Linked DNA regions of Mus musculus: region 2 is linked to region 1. Evidence: chromatin contacts called from public Hi-C data. All regions are on one chromosome and are shown on one strand. The core of a region is the stretch at or near the end of the contact, and the rest is flanking DNA. Distances in the headings are between cores, read along the strand shown. Region 1 has its middle 14 kb from the start of Gm30420. Region 2 has its middle 23 kb from the start of E330032C10Rik.

Region 1 (5,179 bases), core at 1,095-3,594:
ATCCCGCAGAAGACATGGACGACCCACTATCCAGAGCCTATGCATCTGGGCTAGTCTCTCAGGAGAGTGAATGGGTGTCACTGGACCCCTTTTTCCTTGTTCCCAGATGGTTGCTCAGCCTCGTGCACCTGTAGCAGGGAGGAAATAATCTGAATGCCTTGGTACCTGACCTATGACCTTGCCTCATCATGGTACTAGCCAGTCTGGGTTCCGTTGGGCTAGAGTAACATTGTGTATAGTCAAACCTGTCAATGCCTCCTAGGAGTGTCACATATATCACGGTAGCTGCCCTGCTGCTGAATATGCACAAAACATCCTAAAGAGGCGTCCTTCCTGAAGCCATAATCAAGTCAAGAGCTGGGGATACTGAACTTCGTGTCCTGGGGTGCAAGCGGCTCAGAGAACCAACGCCGACTCCCCAGAGATGGCCATGGTCATGGCAGCATCGAAGAGCAGAGCATTCCACGAGCACGAAGCAAATGCTTCGCTAAAGGAGACCCGAAACACTAGCTGTATCGGCACTGTGAGAGTTCGGGATTATTTGTAATGATTGGAGAAACCCTGTGGACATATACTGTCCCACCTCTGCCCTCGGTTTTGCCAGTCTGTTCAAAACTCAATTTTGACTAAACAGCGCTTATCTACGGTGTGTCTCAGCGTTGTTAGGTGTGTGCTAGGATTACCTCATCAAATCCTTAATGCTGCAAAGCAGTACAGAGATACTCATACCAAATTATGATTGTGACTTTGAGTCTGGGGCCCTGGCCTCGTCCCAAAACTATTAAACATCAAGATCCAAGGCAAGGCATTCAAAATCGAGTCTTAAATTCCCTCCCTGCCTTCTCCGTGATTGTCTTCCAGGGGAATCTGGTCTGTGTCCAGCCATTCTCCACACCGGGAGATACCCACACCCAGAATACGCCAGAATCAAAGATGGATCAGCATAGTGGAACGGGAAGGGAGAATGGGCAGAGTGCGTTCTAGCTGGTTCTGATTTTAACCAGAGAGGTTCCTTTATTTTCTGGTCTATAAAGCAGAGGGAGTGGTTCTCGAAACCACTTCCTGCCCTGCCTCCCCACTGGTGACTGCCTGTGAGTCTCTGAAGGGCTGTGGGTCTCCATTTAATGTGTTTATGTAATCATGAGGTCCTTCTGCCTGTGTGCAGCTTGATGTCCAAGGAGGGACACACTATCTACTTTCCCAGCTTCCCAAAGAGCATTGGGGGAGGACTCTGGAATGTACATCTCCCCCTGGTGACCGGAGGAGGAAACTGCAAGCCGTTTCTCCTGGGCTCCAGGGCTCCCAGCACAAAGTGACTCTTAGCCCACCACACAGAAAAGGTGAATACAGGCTGCCTTGTGCTCTCTGTCCATTTTCTGGTACACATGGAAGAGTTAGAGGATCGAATGGTTGTGAGAAACAAAAGTCCAAACAGGACGAGGCAATGCTGTAGCTCTCTAATGGCTGAGAAAGTTTAGGAAAAACAACCTTATATCAGGATTGGACACTGAAAGTTCTCTGAAAATGTTACCTGCCCCGACTTCTCAGCAGAAGCAGAAGGAATGGCTAATTTTCAGAGCAGAGTATGATTAGAGAATTACTCCAAGTCAGGTTCAAGAGAATGGTAGACCTTCCAGGAGCTGACTAGAAGAAGGTACTTGGAGTGCTTGGAGTCCCCCTCCAGCATCCTCCCAGAGTTATAAGGGGAGGGTGCCAGCAGTAAGTGGGAGAATCAAGAACAAATAGGTAATCTCACATTGAGAAGGTGCTTCATAGAAGCAGGGAAAGGTGACAGGAAAGAACTGTGTGCTTGGGGGAAGGCTGGAGACGTCTCTTTAAGCAATGGCACCAGGAGACTCTATTTGAAGAGGGAACATGGCTGCCATTCCTTGATCCAGATATACATATGGAGGGTGAGCACCTTTCCCCAATGAAAGGAAAGAACTAAGTTAATGGATGAAACTTTTTTTGCTGTTCTCAATTCTTCAATGATAACTGTTGCATAGCTCTCCGTGGATGCCAAGAAAAGACAGCACGTAGCCAGCAAATGTGATTTAAAACATCCCGTAAATAGATGTTTAAAGTGTGTGCTTTGCCCAGACATGAGAATGCTTGAGATTTTATACAGTACACAGTCAAAGCTTGGGTGTTTTCTGTTAGTGGATCTGTCCCTAGTTTATGTGGCTGAAATAAACTTTCATCTGAATTTGGTTTCCGTTTCCATGATGATTTGCCAAACCCTGGCTGTGGGCCAGGTCCGTGGTGGGTCTTGGCCTACATGGGTAAACAAGATGACAGAGTCTCTCAGGGAGTTTTTGGTCTTCTAGAAGAGCAGGGCCAGGAACTGTGACAAAGCTGCTGTTGTGGAAGGAAAGATGAGGCCCTGGAGAGGAGACAGGAGGCACATCTGACCCACAATCATACTTAGAGAAGGCAAGAGAGAGGACACAGTGCTAAGCCAGGCACCCCAAGATGGATGGGAGACAATTAAGGGAAGAGGGGTAAGGGGTGCCATAGAGCCTGTTCCAGGCAGAAGCAAATGCCAGACAAGGAGAGCAGGAGATATTTTATACATACATACATACATATGTGTGTGTGTGTGTGTGTATATATATACATATATATGTGTGTGTGTGTATGTATATGTATATATGTGTGTGTGTATATATGTATATATATATATATATATACATATATATATATATATATATATATATATTCCCTGCAACTAAATCACAATATATAACAACATAAGAAGGCACTTAAAAAAGGAAGGACAAAAAGTTTAACAAGGACAGGAAAAGTGGCCAGAGTTCTGATAGAGATGCACAGATAAGAGAATATCTGGGGCCTCTACAACCAAGTGGAATTTGAAAATCTTCATTTTAACAAGCTCCCTGGATGAATCCTTGACACGAAAAAAAAAATTAACACTGATAAACTACTTTTAAGTCTTTGACAAGTTTTCTACCAAAACAAATATTGAGAAATAAATTTCCAAGCCGTAAAACAATGAGAAAATTGGACAAATTTGAACATGACTGTATTAAAGAATTGTCTGGCTTTTAACGTGTTGAGATATCACAGTTAAGGCTTCTTAAGGACCCTGATGTTCTGGAAATGCAGACTAAGACAGCTACGGATAAAACATGCGGCAGCAGCACGGCCCGGGCAGGAGAGCAGATGAACCGGAGCTAAGAAGTGAAAGACACCTGTCGAAGCCTCAGTGGTTTCGCGCCACTATCCCATTTGTTTCTCTCTGTGCTGGAAGTTTTCCGTAATGAGAACAGATCGCCGTGGCAGCCACACACCATACTCACTGTTCAACATCCCCCAAACCTCTAAAGTGGGGCCAGAGAAGAGGCTTCATGGTGGAGTGGACCAAAGGGGGTCCCAGACAGAAAGACTTTTGGGGGTCACCTTTGGGGGTCACCTCTCCAAGGGATTGATGCGCCAAGATCTGTGTTTGTGTGGATGTGTGTGTGTGTGGGGGGGGTATGTTCATTCATGTGTATGTGTGTAGTTCACGTATGTGTGTATATCAGTGTGTTTGTTCGAGTGTATATATGTTTGTGTTTGTGGGTATGTGTTCATGTGTGTGTATGTGTGTTCATATATGTGTGTTAGTGTGTTTGTTCATGTGTATATATGTTTGTGTTTGTGTGTATGTGTGTGTTCATGTGTGCATGTGTATGTGTGTTCGTATGTGTGCATGTTCAGATAATGACACACATGTAGAAGTCAGAGGACAGCCTTGAGTGTCAGTCAGTTGTCACCTCTCACTTACAGCAGAGTCTCTGTTGTTTTCTTCTGTTTGTATTCTGATCTAGGTCAAAATTCTCCCATCCTCCTTCCCATCTACTCATGGTATCACTGGAATTATAAACACCCGCACATTGGCTCTGAGCTTTTATTATGTTCTAAGGCCTCGAACTTAGGTACTCAGGCTTGCTCAGCAGTTCTTTTGCCCACTGAGCCATCGCTCTGGCCCCTAGGATCTCTTGTTAGCTGGCTTCTTTTTCTTTTTCAGTGAAAAGAAGGACACGGTGAAACTGCTAAATCAGGACAATAATGGATCTCCTGGACATGAACTGTCAGACAGATCAAGGAAAATTACAGGAAATGCTTAGAAAGTGGTAGAGAGAAAGCAAGTATCAGACAAAACTCAGCTTGCTCACATCTATCACAGAGAAAATTTCCACAAGACAGAAAATGGTCCAGGACTAGGGATCCAAGAGGCAGCACATAGGCATAGCAGACACATTCCCAAAGCCAACAAGGCCAGTCAGGAATGTTACTAGGTATGTAACATTTGTATTCATTAGGAACATTAAAACTATACTGTGTGTGCCACCATAGCATTCCTCGGGCACTGAGAAGGCCACAGACATGGCTGTTAACCTGGGTCGGGGAGCAGAGGTCAGTAGGCTTGGTTAAATCCCTCCCATCTCCTCTGCTTCTCCCTGCCAGGCTCCACAGTAGACCTGTGCCCAAACTCCCATCCCTCTGAGCCTGAGCGATTAGAGGAAGGGAGGAAAACAATGGAGAGCCAGAGGCCCTCGGGCTGCTGCTGAGTGGGGATTTTAGTCGGATGTTGAGTTTACCTGGAATGCCCCGGTGTTATTTTGGGAAGGCAGACATCCTATGGAAACAATGATGTGGAAAAGAAAACAGCTAAAGCAAATGCTAGTGCTGGCTTTTGCCAAAAGAGTCCCATGTGACCCGGGTAGGCCCTGGAAGCCTAGGTCAGACAGATGCAGGGCTCGAAACTGAGGCTCTCTAGGTCACCAGCTGGAAGCACACAGGATGTTAATGGAAAGCAAGGGTTTCAGCGAAGTGTCCGACAAGTCACAACAAGAGAGGAAGGACCTGAGACCGTGCATCTTGCCATTTGGGTGAGCAGAAAATAAAAAAACCCACACAAGAAACCCAATCTGGCCTGAGTTGCAGGCTGGGCTTCCACTGTTTGCTAGGTGATCTCAAGCAAGACATATAACCTTTAAGATAGAGTTTCTAAGACAGAAGGCAGGGATGAACACAGAAGCTGGCAGAAGGCTTTCCTAAAGAAGGTAGATTAAATGCCATAAACGCAGGCTGCTCTTTACTAATTAAACCTGATAGAGTCCTACGTAAGTATGCTGTGTAGCCCAGGCTGGCCTCTTACTTGCCCTCTGCCCCC
Region 2 (5,179 bases), core at 1,528-4,027, 260 kb after region 1:
CTTCTGGAGGTGTTATGTAGCCCAGTGAGGATAGGGAGTGAGCAGGGTGCAGCAGAAAAAGAACTCCAGATTCATCTCTTGATTGACAGCTAGAGACCAATGGACAGCACGTGAAGAGGAAATGAACCGACCTTTGAGAGGGCTGGCCCCCTGCGATGTCTACGTATTTCAGATTCTTATCAATCGTGGAGGAGCTGCACCTCCCGTCTGAGTCTCAGTGTTTTGGCTGAAGATGAAGAGATCCCATTCCCTAGGCAGAATCTGAAGTTTGATGGAGACGGCTTGCAGCACACAGGCGGCATATGGCCTGGCACACAGCACAGCTATTCATTTCCACTCTTCCAGCATCCTCACGGTATGACTGCAGCCTATGATAGCAGGGTCTGTCAGCTGTGAATGAGAGCCTCCATCCATGGATGGAGCTAGTGGAGCAAGGACCACTTCAGCTTAGGAAGGCATCAGCGGTCTGTAGTGCCTTTCCTTTTAGCAGGGCGAGTCCTAGGCAGGGAGGCACAGGTTTGGGTTCTGTGATGAACCTTTGAACAAGATGCCCAGCTACTGCCACATCATAGGAGAGTTGGTCCAGGGTATACCATCTGTCCAGGGACCCTGCCGGATCCCATCCAATGCCTGTTTCCCCTTTTCTCATTGAAGCACCCTTGACTTTCACCTACCTTTCACTCTCATGATAGACTTTTCCTCATTCCCACAAGAATGACAAAGATTTTGTCATTCTCTGACACAGCTCGGCTTACTCATCCCTTCCTATGTATTTCTCAGCCCTGCCTGGCCAATGGTGATGATGTGATATCTCCATGGAAACAGATGTTGAGCCCACAGTTGCTTAGCAATGGTATGCTGCAGGATGATGTAATCCAAGCTGTAGTTTCCTGGGGGGTTGGCATCCTTTGATGCGCCTGTACCGCTTGGGCTGGGAGGCCTGGGATGAGTAGGAGGCTCCATCCTTTCCTTGGCTCTGTGCTTTTTATGTAAAGGTAGAAAATGGAAGGAGCTGGAATTTAGCTATTTGGCAGGAATGGCATCAGAACAGGGGCAAAGTATTGGGAATCAGAGAACTGGGTTTGAGGCAAGGGCAAGGTGACTTGTTCCTCTACAGGACCACCGAGTGGGGTGTCATGGAAACTGTCCAGTGGGGATATGGCAGCCAAACCTGTAGACACTGCTTCTTCCCACTCCATCTTCATCATTATGACAAACACTGCTCCCCACCGATCCCCCTTCACATCTGGAAGGCCTGGAGTAAGGGTTCAAATACAATATCCAAGGGCACATAACATTATAAGCCAGGCCATCAGCCCAATAACATTGCGAACTGTGGCAGGCACAGCAGTGCTCCCCTGAAACGGGTCTACCTACCAATAACCCCAAACACGCAAATGCATTAGATCCAATAAGGCTGTGGGTGGGATGAAGGATGCTACCTGACTGCCCCGCAGATGAGGAGGTGGTCATCTGGATGAGGTAGGGTAAGCCAATGGAAGAGCAAGGGTCCATCTGCGGATTGAATGTGGTGTGCCTCCTTCCAGGCTTCACGTGTTGAGAGCTCACAGCCTGGAAATGGCAGGGAAACATTATGGAAGAGGCAGGAGCTAGTAGGAATTCTTATGTCACTGGGGTTCTGCCCCTAGGGGGAACATGGGAGTTGTGGAGTGAACTCTCACTAGACCCAGTTGTTAGAGAAGCCTAAATCAGTCTCTACATTGCTGCTTTGTTGTTTGAGGGGTGTGTGTGATTTTTTTTCCCCTCACAAACATGTTCCTGTCACCTACCATGACAGTCCCATCAGAACCAGTGAGTGCCAGTGCCTTGGAACCCCAGAAATGGGTTCTCAACCATCCTTTCTGCTTATAAAGTCAGACTAGTCATTCCAGTAACAGAAGGAAAGGCATGTGGAACCTTTCCCATGGAAGATAGATGTTAAAGAGAAGGTTACTGCTATGAGATTTGAGAGACTAGATTTTTCACCAGCTTTGAAGGATGAAGGGGAGAAGTGTGGAGGAACACAGGTTGTCTCTAGAAGATGAAAAGAGGCAAGAAAATGGATGCCACCATAGGGCGTCTACCCAAAAATATACCATGCCGGACACCCAGTCTCACTTCTGACCAAGGAACTCTAAGACAATAAATAAATTTGTGCTATTTAATTCTAATAAGATAAATATGGCATTAAACCCGAAGTGGGACATAATACAACAAATGTCACACAGCCTGTGGAGGGTCCATGGCCGTGTTGCCCAATGGCTGTACAGGGGAGGCAGATCTGACCCTACAGAAGAAAACAAGAAGTGTTCCATCCCTTGCCTATCTTCCTGTACTAACCCCTTCAAAGTAAAAACAAAAAACAAAAAACAAAAAAAGCTCAAATGAAACCAGCTCAGACTTCTGACCGGCCATCCGTGTAACCAAACCCAACCCTCCCACTGGCAAAAGAAGCTGGAGGAGTGGTGGAGGAGAGGGACACAGGACAACTTTCCTTTTTCCTGTGTCCCACAGATGGTAGTTGGAGCCATCTTGGACTTTGAAGTGTCCTTGCTTCCTTGCTTGTTGACCCCACCCCCAACTAACAGGGTGAACGCTGTCGTACCTAGGGATTCTGCAGGTTTGTGTACACTCTGCCTTCTCCAGGAAGCCTTTGGTGGCCAATATGGCCCACATTCGACCCCTTCTGGCTACAAAGGTTTTACACAGTGGCTTCTGTTCAGCGTGGCGTGGCACAGGAAGACAGTTTAACATACCACCCCTCTCTTCACAAACCGTTTCATGCCTCTAGACCACAAAGAGGAAGTATAAAGACACCAATTCTCTGTTGGCTGGTGCTCATCAGCTGGTATGATCACCAACCAAGAGGGCATATCCCAGCTACAGCCTGATATAGCCTGCTTCTCATAGGTTTTTCTTCCCTGATAAGTACATTTTGGCTTCACGCTTTCTTTAAGTTTCCCTGGACTTCTTTTCTGGAACTGCTGGAACATCTATGCATGAGTTCTGCCATGTTGTAATACATGGCAGACTCAGGCAACCCAAGAAATGTAAAGTTCAGTGACTCAGGCCAGACTCTTGAACCTCTTCCAGAGGACCGGAGTTTTATCCCCACCACCCATGTTGGGCGGCTCACAGCTACCAGTAACTCCAGTTTTATGGGGATCCAATGTTTTGTTCCATCTTTTGTTGGCACCCACACTCAGATGCACATACCTGCTCCCCATACATATAATAAAAAATAAAAATCTATACTGAAAGTCTGTTTAAACATCTTTATACATGTACATTTTTTAATCATAAAAATAAATATTTATGGTCCAATGGCTCAGGAGATTTGACCTTGAGTAGGCCTGTCCTGAGCGCTTCTCTGACTTCAGTTTTGCCGGGGCAGGTGTCTATCAAAAGCTTTATTCTAGTCGACTTTATTCTGTGGCTATGCCTGACTTTCAGGTTCTAGTCTACTGACTGTGTGGCTCCTCTGGACTCAGATAGCCCACTGAGCTCACTGCCTTTCTGGACTCCTTCTGATTAGGCAGCCCTGTATGATTAACATCTCCATTCCAGACACCTACTGACCTGCCTGCCTGCCTGCATATGGTCAAGATGTTCACTCAACAGGCCTAGAAAAGGATCTCTCTGTACCTTTTTTTATTTCTACCTTGACAGATATCTCATCCGAGTTAAAAAACATTTATCCACTAGCCGCATCCTCACCCTGGTTTTCAGCCTCCCTCTTCATCATCCCTATCGATCAAGCACAGAGACTTCAAGCTGATCCAGTCACGAAATTGCACATTTCCTTTAGGAAACATTGTCCGTGAATGTCCTCCCACTGCGTACCAGCCTCACGGAGAGACACTTAGAGCCTGTATGGGCCTGCTTCTTCTGGAACCATGTTCTAGTCCCCTCTGGCCTTCCGAGCAAAGAGGAGTGCCATGTTTGTCCTGGATCAAAGAAGCCTGCAGTCACTCCCCATATCCTCCACTCCGCTAGCTGCTCTGGGCAGTTTGAAGATTAATGAGGTGGCACATGTGCATGCGGCATGCAGAAAGGAGCCGGCAGAGAAAGTAGTAGCAGCGACCTGCAGAGATAGCGAGTGACTGCCACCCAATGAAAGATGCACATGTCCCAGTAGTGTTACGACCTGCAAGCAGTGTCTATTTTCAAGCTGCTCAGGATGTCACAGATTGTGAACCACTGCTAATTCATTCATGGCATTCCTGGGGACCAAGCAATGCCTCCATTTGGGGATTGGCAAAGATGGAAGTAGCCAGTAGGGTCAACTCTCTGCATGCAGGGATAGGTCCTCATGCTATCTCTCTGTGTGCAGGAATATATCCTCATGCTATCTCTCTGTGTGCAGGGACAGGTTCTCATGCTGGCTAGACGGTTGCTGAAGTATTGCCCACATAGTAGGTCATGATGCTTTTGGTGATGCTTGCTCTAGTCTGGAGTCTTCTGAGTGATTTGGCAGATGGCTGTGTGTACCTGCATCATCCTTTGCATAAATTCCACCTGGTCACATTCTAGAGAATGATTCTCTATGTTTGTGTGCCCAAAGGGCTGCACTACTTATAGACTATAAATAATTTCTCTCCGAAATATCAAAACATCCCCTTTTCCTTAGGAATGTATTTTCTATTTTTAATGGTATCTTCCGGGAGGTAGGTCTTAAGCAGGAATACTTTGGTTTGGGTCCTCAAAGTTGCCCTCGTTTGCCCTGACCCCTGTTCTTAAAGAATATTTCTCCATGATCTATTTAGTTTAAGGTCTTAGGCTAAAACATGGCTTTTGATTATGTATTCCCGACTCCACGCTCATGTTTTGCATTTCAGGATGACTTGGAAAGGTCAAAAAACACGTTTCTCTCTGAATCAAGTTGGGACCGTACCAGCATCCACCTCAGTACCCTTTCCAGTGTGCCAACCACCAGCTCTGCTTGCAGCCCCTGTGGATGAACATCCTAGTGAGGCAGGGGACCTGGAATCAGCATCTTTCCTAAGGTAGCCAGTGATGCTTGTACCCTGTGGCGCCTAAGACCCACCACCCAGGAGGAGGAACAAGGGATACAGCCTTCCTCCATCTCCCACATGGCTGCCTTTTCCTATACATCTCAGTTCACAGGTCTGTACTGCAAGAATGGATCCTGGTTTTGGGTCTCTGCCTTGCTCTTGTG

What was found. Hi-C and Micro-C count contacts between places; a contact is called where the count stands out from the background.
Region 2: a contact with region 1 is called in a Hi-C map of CD8 T cells, with 2.3 times the contacts expected there. The contact joins two enhancer-like sites. A contact is called at or near these places in 3 of 484 Hi-C or Micro-C datasets (B cells, CD8 T cells and nephron progenitors) and 2 of 115 datasets of contacts at active chromatin or transcription factors (astrocytes and large pre-B cells).

Annotation. Positions count from the first base shown.
Region 1 is chr17:73,007,932-73,013,110 of GRCm38.p6, forward strand. No RefSeq gene overlaps it. Among named protein-coding and RNA genes, the nearest start is that of Gm30420, 14 kb to the right of the region's middle. Within about 2 kb of position 2,345, at least 66 of the 459 cell types and tissues checked have an H3K27ac peak or open chromatin away from gene starts, as enhancers often do. A contact at or near this core is called in CD8 T cells, where this site is marked.
Region 2 is chr17:73,271,259-73,276,437 of GRCm38.p6, forward strand. No RefSeq gene overlaps it. Among named protein-coding and RNA genes, the nearest start is that of E330032C10Rik, 23 kb to the left of the region's middle. Within about 2 kb of position 2,778, at least 82 of the 459 cell types and tissues checked have an H3K27ac peak or open chromatin away from gene starts, as enhancers often do. A contact at or near this core is called in CD8 T cells, where this site is marked.